Regions from separate parts of the Mus musculus genome. Here regions 1 and 3 are each linked to region 2. A link is a contact called in public Hi-C and HiChIP or PLAC-seq data. All regions are on one chromosome and are shown on one strand. The core of a region is the stretch at or near the end of the contact, and the rest is flanking DNA. Distances in the headings are between cores, read along the strand shown.

Region 1 (2,862 bases), core at 245-2,744, 75 kb after region 2:
CCCCTTCCTTCCTTCCTTCCTTCCTTCCTTCCTTCCTTTCTTTCTTTCTTTCTTTCTTTCTTTCTTTCTTTCTTTCTTTCTTTCTCTCTTCTCTCTCCTCTTTGTGCTTTTCAGTATGGTTTCAATTTTCTTTAAAATGAGTGCCTATCATCTTTAGAGGAATAAGTAATTCTTCCAAACATAATAGCTTGCAGCTGGCCACCAAAATGGTTCCACGTTGAGAGCTTCCACCGAGCACAAGGGGAATCTGCTGTGGGGTTGCCCTGAGGATGCATTGTCCTGGTGATCGGGGTGAAATTAAAATAAATAAATAAACAAATAATGATCTTTTGACAAGGGCGTGGTTCTCTAGTACACATTGAAATCTGTGAGACCGGAGACCGGAGCTCAGCGGGCAGAGGTGGGAGGTCAGTCACCAGCAGCCAAAAACGCACGAGTGATGGGTTCAAAGTAGCCTATTTGGATCAGGGTGTATTTTGTCATTGAAGTAAGAGAGCTAGGGACACACTCCTGAGCGCCCTCTTCGTCAGCGCAGCCGATTTAATGGTCACAGGAGTGCTCTGCCCCAGTGGAACTTGCCATGCCTCTTCTGTCTTCAGAATGTACAAACCTATACCCGATTCGGTTCTCTTCCACCCTCTGTGCTGTAGCCGGTGCCAGCCTCAGTGGGTCAAGGAGTGCTGTGGAAAACGGAGGCTCTAGCACGGAGCCATGAGGTCAAGAGAGAAGGGGGTGGGGGGCGTGGGGCTGGTAGGCCAATGAAGGAACTCGAGGGAAGAAAGGGATGAGAGGGAAGAATTTAAAAACACCACGGGGAGGTGGGTGTGCTGGAGCTCGCCTGTAATCCCAGCACTTGGGAGGTTGGAGGCACATGGATGGCACAGCAAGTTCCACACCACCCTGGGTTGCTTGACACCGTACTGCAACAAGACAGAAAGATGGCTTATAGATACAAGTTTTATGCATACGATGCAGGTAGCACCAGGAAAGCAGAGTGCATGATAAGAGACGGGTGTGCTTTTTGTGTCCAAAGAGACAAATTACATGTCAGAGTTTCTGAGACTGGGACGAATTTCTCTGCCTAGAGATGTGGGACATAGAGCCCTAAAGGTGAAAAGGTTTCTTAATGGAGTCATTCTTACCCTGGTTCCATCCCCATCCGCTTGGGCTAGGATATGCCCTCCAGATACTTCCTTTTGAGCCCGGGTCATAAAACCATTGTATAATTCTTAATTCAGAAATGTCCCAGGAAGACCCCAGTGACCTTCAGGTTGAGCCTGGGTTATCAGTGAGGGCCGCTCCCTTTCTCTTTCCCCCTCTCCTCCTTCAGTGTTTGACTCAGAGTTTGTGGCATGTCACCTCCGCTAGCTATTGGCATGGGATGTCCTGACTCTTAAGATCCGTTTAAGCGATGAAGTTTATTCTGTTGAGAGTCCCAGCAAGCCGGGGCAGCATGGGGCCAGGCAGGCAGCCACAGAGACAGAGACGGGAGGGGAGTGCTTGGCTTGGACCTCCGCCCTCCATGGACTCTGTTTCCATGATGTCAGAGAGGCGGAACTAAGAAGAGTGCCTCAAATCCAGGAGGCCACAGCCCTGCCCTCCATTCGGGTTTGGAGGCAACACTGAGCGAGGTGAGCATGCCTCTGTTTTCCTTGCCTGGTTTCCTCCTGGGCTCGCTCCCCACCTGGCTGCAGCTGAATTCTGGCCTTCATCCTCACCATCCAGCTCTTTGTCTGAATGGCATTTGCCAAGAGACCTCATAGGATCCACCTAGGCAGAAGACACTCGGCTCACAGAAAGCCTTCTGTGGGCCGGGAACATTCCTGTTCTTACTGTGTTTGGCGACTTGGGGACTGAGTTTGGCGGAGGACCCCACGTTAAAAAAAAAAAACAAAAAAAACAAAAAAACAGTTTTCTAATTCCTTTTTATGTGTCATTGGGAACAGGGCGGGAAACTGCCGTTCCGTTCCGGCAGGGTGGTGTTCGTTCGGAGCCTGCCTGTCTGCAGACGCACCCTTGACCTTGGATGGAGTCTGTTCCTTTCTTGATGTATCCATTTCCTTTTGGGGAAAGCTCAGGCCAGGTTGACAACTTCCCAGGCCCTTTTCACCCCAGCCAGAGACATCCTTTGGTCATCTCGAGTGGTTTGCTAAGTCAGTGATGGATTACCACCTCTGTCCTCCTCCCCTCTCTCTCTCTCTCCACCCAGAAAAAGATTTACAAATACAAGAAAGTCCTGAGTAACCCAAGCCGCTGGGAGGTTGTCTTGAAGGAGATACGGACGCTGGTGGACATGGCCCTCACGTCGCCTCTGCAGGATGATTCTATCAACCAGGCTCCGCTGGAAATCGTCTCAAAACTGCTCTCAGAGGTAAGATGCATGCCCCCCACCCCCAGCCGGCCGAGCCCCCCACCCACCCCCATCCTCTAGGTTGTCTGTTTTTACTTCCATCTTGTATTCAGCCCCATCTGGGTGAGCAGGAGAGATCTACCTACCCGTGGTGTGCCATCCTGCAGTGGTTACTAAGGAAGCCAGTGTTTCTCACCAAGCTTGCTGGTTCTAGTTGGCCTCTAAACTTGTCTGGAGGCTTAGGGGACTGTCACTTTTGCTAAGCCCTAGGTTAAACGCACATCTTGGATAGTGGCTCTGACAGCAGCCGCTGCAACTCCCAGGGTCAAGTGCCAACTCTGTAGACCTCTAAAGACCCAAAGCAGTGGGTTTCATCCTTCCTGATACTTGGACCCTTTAATACAGCCCCCCATGTTATGGTGACAACCCCCCCCCACTGCCCCTCACAGCCATTCAGTTATTTTCGTTGCTATTTCTTAACTGTAGTTTCACTGTTCTGAATCGCAATGTAA
Region 2 (3,020 bases), core at 222-2,721:
CACAGTTTACACCTGTTTGAGCCGGGCTTCAAAGTGGAGGCCCAGAGTTCTGCCCTCACCGGCTTATCTACATTTACGCTGACTGTAAAAACTTCCTAATTATTAGACGCCAGTAAAACAGTTCACCTTTGGACTTGGGTAGAAAGCCATGCTCACGTGTGTGCTTATGTCAACATAAGGCTTTTACACACACACACACACACACACACACACACACACACACACACAGCTGTCTCCTAGAATACTGGTCATCACTGATTTGAAAATATTTCCTGAATGACCTCTTCTGCCAGGCCAATAAATTGAACCAGTAGATGGCTAGCTTGTTTGTAACCCTTTAGGTCTCTTTAAGTCCTGCTAATAGCTGTGAGCCTCCCCAGGGACTGGGGCCAGCTGCCCTCCACTCTGTCCCGCAAGGTACAGAGAGGCTCTGTGGAGCTAGGGAGGGGAAACCAGCGGAGAAAGCCCACTGCTGAGCCATGTGCCAGTGGGGGGCTTCCAGCCAGGTGTCTTGGGGACAGGGGCTGGCAACCATCCTCCAGACAGGATGAAGGCATCCCACAGGGGCACTGCGGATGAGTATAGGGTATGTCTGCCCGTACCCTTTCTCACCCTGCCTAGCCAGTCTTTCAATGATTAACTGTGAGACCTTGGCACCATGTGTCGCCTACCAGTGACAAGCAGAACTCACCTCTCTTGCTTGCAGTAATGATTCCAAACACACTGCCCTCCCCTCATCGCCCCCCTTCCCCGGCCGTAAGGCCTCTCTGTCTCTTCTGAGCCTCCTTTGCTCTCTTCTTAGACCTTTATGTCCCAACCATCTGAGAGGTTGGCCCTCCCCGCCTCTTCCATTTATTTCTTGTTTCCTGCCTTAGCACTTATCGGAAGTGAACAGGCCTGGTGTTTTTATTTTGTCCCTGTCTCCTCCCACTAGGAAAGCTGGGGTTTTTTTGCTTGTCATCCGTGTCCTCCCCACCCCCCACCCCAGATGACACACATTAGGTGCTCATTGAATAGCTGCACTGTGAACAACTGAATCCCCAGAGCTCTGCGGGCTGGGCTTGTTGAAGTCTGCCTGCTGAGTACAGGCGGCCACCGAGTGCCTGACTGTTCTTACTGATGTCACCCTACAGTTTCTGTGTGGAGGCTCCAGAGCACACAGAGTGGGGCATGTCTGTGCAAGACAGCGAGGAGGGCGCTAGCCTGAAGGAGGCGGAGGGCAGAGGTCTTCCCATCCCCGTCTCTGTCTGTCACTGGGAGACTGGGACACGGGGTGGGCTGGGGTGGCATCTTTTCATCTTGCCTCCTGCTCCCCCACCCCAACTCCCGACAAAGTAGGAGAGGTACCCCGTGGCTGCTAGCCTCCACTGTCCCCTTTGTGGATAAGAAGGGGCGTTTCTCTAGTCTGCGGCCACATGTCTGAGTCTGGCTTCCTGCACCTGGGCACGTCCCAGGCAGTCTGTGGCCAGGCTGTGTCTCCTGGCCAGGCCTTTCAGGAATGTACCCTTGCCAGGCTGGCTGTGAGAATAAGGCTGTGCCTGCTTGGTCATTCTGACGAGTGTGGGACGGTCCTTGGTGTTCTCACCAGAAGTGCAGAATCTCTGCAATTCTTTGTTGTTGTTTTTTGAATTGTATGGGTGTCTTTGTTGAAAAGCACTTGGCTAGGCTGTCTTTTTAAGTAGAGAACCCGTTGGTGTGTGCGTACATCTCTACTTTTATTCCATTTTTAGACAGGGTCTCTCATTGAACCTAGAGCTCACCAGTTTGGCCGGCTGCTCAGCAAGCCCCAAGACTCTTATTTACTACTTCTGTCACCAGGATGCAGTCATGTACTGCCCTGCCCAGCTTTTTTGTGGTTGCTGGGGATTTGAACCTGTGTCCTCATGCTTTGTTGGTAGACATTTTATTAACTGAGCCACCTGCCCTGCTGATCCCTTTCAGCTCTTCTTCCTATCAAGCAATGTCTGTCTGTCTGTCTCTCTCTCTCTCTCTTTCTAAGCTTCTTGATTTTTGTTTAAAAATATTTATATGTAGAGAAGTTTTACATTTTTTCCCAGTTGTCAGAGGCTTGTGTGTCTTAATTAGTTAATTAGTGGCTTAGAAAATTGTTCTAATTAGAAATGGTTTGAGTATATATGTGTGCCGCCTGAGTGTACGTCCACGTACCATGTACATTCGGTGCTTGCAGAGACCAGAAGAGGGCATCAGACTTCTGGGAACTGGAGTTGAAGATGGTTGTGAGCTGCTGTGTAGGTGCTGGGTCCTTAACCCGGAACCTTTTGCAAGAGCCAATCTCTCTAGCTCCAACTCCTCCAAGTTTTAAGGTCAAGCAAGCATTACTTGTTCTTAAAAAGGGGGATTTGGCCGATGTTAATCTAGAGCTGTTTTGCTGTAAGGAGCGAGGCACCCCCCCAGTTAACTTGAGTCACTCCTATTTTCTGTTTCTCTGCAGCTTTGGGCCATCGCTACTCTCTGTCCTCTACAGTTCTTCCAGGACTCCCGGGGACTGTTATTGCCCAGGACTCACTGGCCTTGCTTTGACACTGTGCTATTTTGCTTATTCCGCATTCACAGTATTTTTTAGTTGAATTCTTTCATATGAAACATGAAGGAATAGAGGGGTCAAGTCACTTGCCTGAGGTCACACAGCTAGATGGAGTGGCTCTCCCTGTTACCTGTTGTGCCTCTCCCTGTTGGCTGTGTGTCCTGGCCAACCTAGCCAGTCCCTGGGTTACTTCTTGGTGTTTCTTATTCCTTATGGAATGCTATTTCTATTTTAAAAAGAAATACTTGGCTGGGCAGTGGTGGCGCATGCCTGTAATCCCAGCACTTGGGAGGCAGAGGCTCTGAGTTTGAGGCCAGCCTGGTCTACAGAGTGAGTTCCAGGATACAAGCACTGGGGTCTGAGAGTTGAATGTTCCTTTAGACTTTATGTTTATTGCTTTTATAAAATGGTGGTAAAAATACACATACTATAGAATTGATCGCTCTCTCAGTCTTTCTCTGAGACAGCTTCACTG
Region 3 (2,872 bases), core at 55-2,554, 100 kb after region 2:
GCCATTTCTCTTCTCCTCGTCCAGTCGCGACAACTCCCCCAGCCTGAAAGAGATCCGAAACGGCTGCCAGCAGCCATGCGACCGAAAGCCCACCTTACCTCTGCGTCTGCTGCACCCCAGCCCGGACCTGGTGTCTCAGGAAGCCACATTGTCTGAGCCACGGCTGAAGTCGGTGGTTGTGGCCTCCAGCGAGGTCCACGTGGAGGTGGAGCGCACCAGCACTGCCAAGCCGGCGCTGACCGCCAGCACGGGCAACGACAGCGAGCCCAACCTTATTGACTGTCTGATGGTCAGCCCAGCCTGTGGGACCATGAGCATCGAGCTGGGCCCCCAGGCCGGCCGCACGCTCGGTTGCCACGTGGAGATCCTCAAGCTGCTGTGAGTACCCTGGAACTCACTGTGGGGAGGGCGGGGTTTGGGAGGCTGGTCCTGCTGCCAGCCGGTGTTCTGTAAGGGGCTTATGCGCATGCTCCTGAGTCCTATGGGGTAGGTATATGCGCATGCTCCAATTAGACCAAACTGTGCGGAGGCAGGTGTGTCCCCATACTAGGGAAGCTAAGGCAAGAGGATGACTACAAGTTAAAGGACAACCTGGGTCTTATATAGTAGGTACTAGGTCAGCATGAGCTACTGAATGGACGCTCTCAAAAAAAAACCAAAAAGCACGTGTATCTGGGAGTTTGGGTCAGGGTTCTCCAGCATCCTGTAACATCACCAGCCGTTTAGCTAATGTCCTCAGTCGTGGGTACACGGCAACCTGAGTTAGGGTTCAGAGGGTGGCGGTGTCTCCAGCCACTTGACTCGTAAACCAGAACAGGGGGGTGGGACATGTTGGGGTCCTCCGTGTTCCCAGATAAGGACCATGGTGTCTAAAGTCGGATGTGTATACATGTTACACATGGTGACACACAGAACTGGGTACGTGTCCCCCAGGTGGCACTAACTGATCTGTGACGGTACTCCCTCCTGTAGTTGAGGGAGACAGTGGAGGCAGCAATCATCTATCTGTGCTTCCTGTTGCCCTTGAGGGGAGTAGGGGACCGGCAGAAAATCAGTGCCAGACTCTTGTGGCCCTCAGCTGAGGCCAAGGGAGGGTATAACTCAATCTACAGATCCTACAGCCAAAGGGAGAAAAATTCCAGAATCCTTTCCAAGCATCTGAGAACTGAGCTCGGATCTGGGCTTCCATAAGGCAGGGAGGAGTCTCGTTTCTTTCCTGGCCAAACCCACAGCACTCCAAGCCTCCCCGGGCTCTTGGCTGTGGACTCTGGTAAGCTACATTTCCTGGTAGCAGCCGTCCAGGCCAGAGCCTTGGGCTGTTTCCCAGGGGCCACAGCACAGGCCTCTTGCCATCTGGGTTCTTTGCAGGCCTGAGAGACATCACACCACTGACAGAAGTTAACTCCCTTACAGACATTCATGATTGAGTACTCCTTCCTGCTTGGCCAGACCTCCTGCGTGCTGCAGCTCCCAGGGTCAGTGGTCAAGAGGCCATGTCCAGGTTAAGAATAGTCTGATGAAGCCAGGCAGTGGTGGTGCACGCCTTTAATCCCAGCACTTGGGAGGCAGAGGCAGGTGGATTTCTGAGTTCGAGGCCAGCCTGGTCTATAGAGTGAGTTCCAGGTCAGCCAGTCTTCAAACAAACAAACAAACAAACAACAACAAACAAAACCAGTCTGATGAGCCAGGAAGAGTCCCACCAAGCTCGCTATTAGGTGTCTAGTCTCTAGGCTCTCAGACTCGCTAGATCTCAACAACCCCCTGCAGCTTAGAGGGCTCCTGTGTGTTTTGCATCAGGAAAGCAGGTTTAGGTGTGGTGGATCTGGGTGTATGGCCCTCAGGTGTCACTAACTAGTCTGTGACATGAACTGGTCATGTGGCCTCTCTGAGTTCAACCTAGCTCCAGCCCAGAGCAGACACTTCCACACACAGATGGACACCCAGTGTGTGGGAGGCACCAGTCACAGGGTAGTGTTTCCTGTCCTAAGATAAGAGTCAGGGTAAGGTACATTGCTAACTTCTTGACAACTTAGGGAAAGAACACTGTGGCATTCAACAGGCACAAGGTTGCCGAGAAATGGGTGTCTAACAGACAAGGCTTTATCTGTTGAGTAACATGAGACAGTGCTCTGTCTCCTCTAGGCCTCGGCTGCCTTGTCTTGTACCCCTCTGTGGAGGGCTGCTGTGAGATTTCTGTAATGGGATGATTTTTCCCCCTTGTACTTTGGTTCTTGGTGAGAGTAAACTGTAGCGTAAAGTACAATCCAGATGAGAGCTAAGAAAGAGAAGATGGAGCCAGGAGTGGAGATGCAGACCTTTAGTCCCAGTATTCGGGAAGCAGGGGCAGGCTGGTCTATGAGTTCAAGACCAGCTTGGTCTACGTAGTGAGTTCCAGGACAGCCAGGGTTATCTACAGTCTTGTCTCAAGAAAACCAATAAAAGGAAAAAGGAGAGAAGATGATAAGCTGTGGAACGGAGGCATCGCTTCACAGGACCTTGTGAGGGTGAAGAAAACCCCAGTCAGAACTCTGGGTGCCACTGGCTGCAGGGAGGATGTTCGTGTGGCCAGCCAGTCAGTGTGTTGTTCTTATCAGTTACAAGTTCCCCAAGGCAGGCTTTTACATCGCTGGAATGTGACACCTCTAAAATGTCAACACAAGCCTGAAGACCCTTGAGAAGGGATGTATTCCAAAGACACATCAGAATTGATCTACTTTGGGTTGGCTGGGAGTAGGCCAAGTTGGCCAAGACCAGCTTGGGATCTGCAGTATGGAGATCCTGGGTTTTTTTCAGGGTCCTCGTCCGTCCATCCGTCCATCCATCCACCATCTAGCCAGCCATCCATTCATCCAGCCATCCACCCGTCTGTCTA

What was found. A called contact is a pair of places that touch in the nucleus more often than the background predicts. HiChIP or PLAC-seq counts read pairs in DNA pulled down with a chosen protein or histone mark.
Region 1: a contact with region 2 is called in an H3K27ac HiChIP or PLAC-seq map of embryonic stem cells, with 5 read pairs. The contact joins two enhancer-like sites. A contact is called at or near these places in 2 of 484 Hi-C or Micro-C datasets (embryonic stem cells and nephron progenitors), 3 of 115 datasets of contacts at active chromatin or transcription factors (bone marrow-derived macrophages and embryonic stem cells) and 2 of 9 other capture datasets (adipose tissue and liver).
Region 3: a contact with region 2 is called in a Hi-C map of liver, with 1.6 times the contacts expected there. The contact joins two enhancer-like sites. A contact is called at or near these places in 3 of 484 Hi-C or Micro-C datasets (Th1 cells, bone marrow-derived macrophages and liver), 4 of 115 datasets of contacts at active chromatin or transcription factors (embryonic stem cells, microglia and pancreatic cancer cells) and 4 of 9 other capture datasets (adipose tissue, embryonic stem cells, liver and 1 more).

What each region holds. Positions count from the first base shown.
Region 1 is chr8:117,409,052-117,411,913 of GRCm38.p6, forward strand. Cmip (c-Maf inducing protein) reads left to right here. Exons shown (of 21, transcript NM_001163262.1): 4 at 2,210-2,371. Among named protein-coding and RNA genes, the nearest start is that of Gm39260, 13 kb to the right of the region's middle. Within about 2 kb of position 1,495, at least 33 of the 459 cell types and tissues checked have an H3K27ac peak or open chromatin away from gene starts, as enhancers often do. A contact at or near this core is called in adipose tissue, embryonic stem cells and liver, where this site is marked.
Region 2 is chr8:117,334,175-117,337,194 of GRCm38.p6, forward strand. The region is part of intron 1 of Cmip (c-Maf inducing protein); the gene reads left to right. Among named protein-coding and RNA genes, the nearest start is that of Gm51554, 21 kb to the left of the region's middle. Within about 2 kb of position 1,472, at least 119 of the 459 cell types and tissues checked have an H3K27ac peak or open chromatin away from gene starts, as enhancers often do. A contact at or near this core is called in adipose tissue, embryonic stem cells and liver, where this site is marked.
Region 3 is chr8:117,436,542-117,439,413 of GRCm38.p6, forward strand. Cmip (c-Maf inducing protein) reads left to right here. Exons shown (of 21, transcript NM_001163262.1): 10 at 25-378. Among named protein-coding and RNA genes, the nearest start is that of Gm39260, 15 kb to the left of the region's middle. Within about 2 kb of position 1,305, at least 23 of the 459 cell types and tissues checked have an H3K27ac peak or open chromatin away from gene starts, as enhancers often do. A contact at or near this core is called in liver, where this site is marked.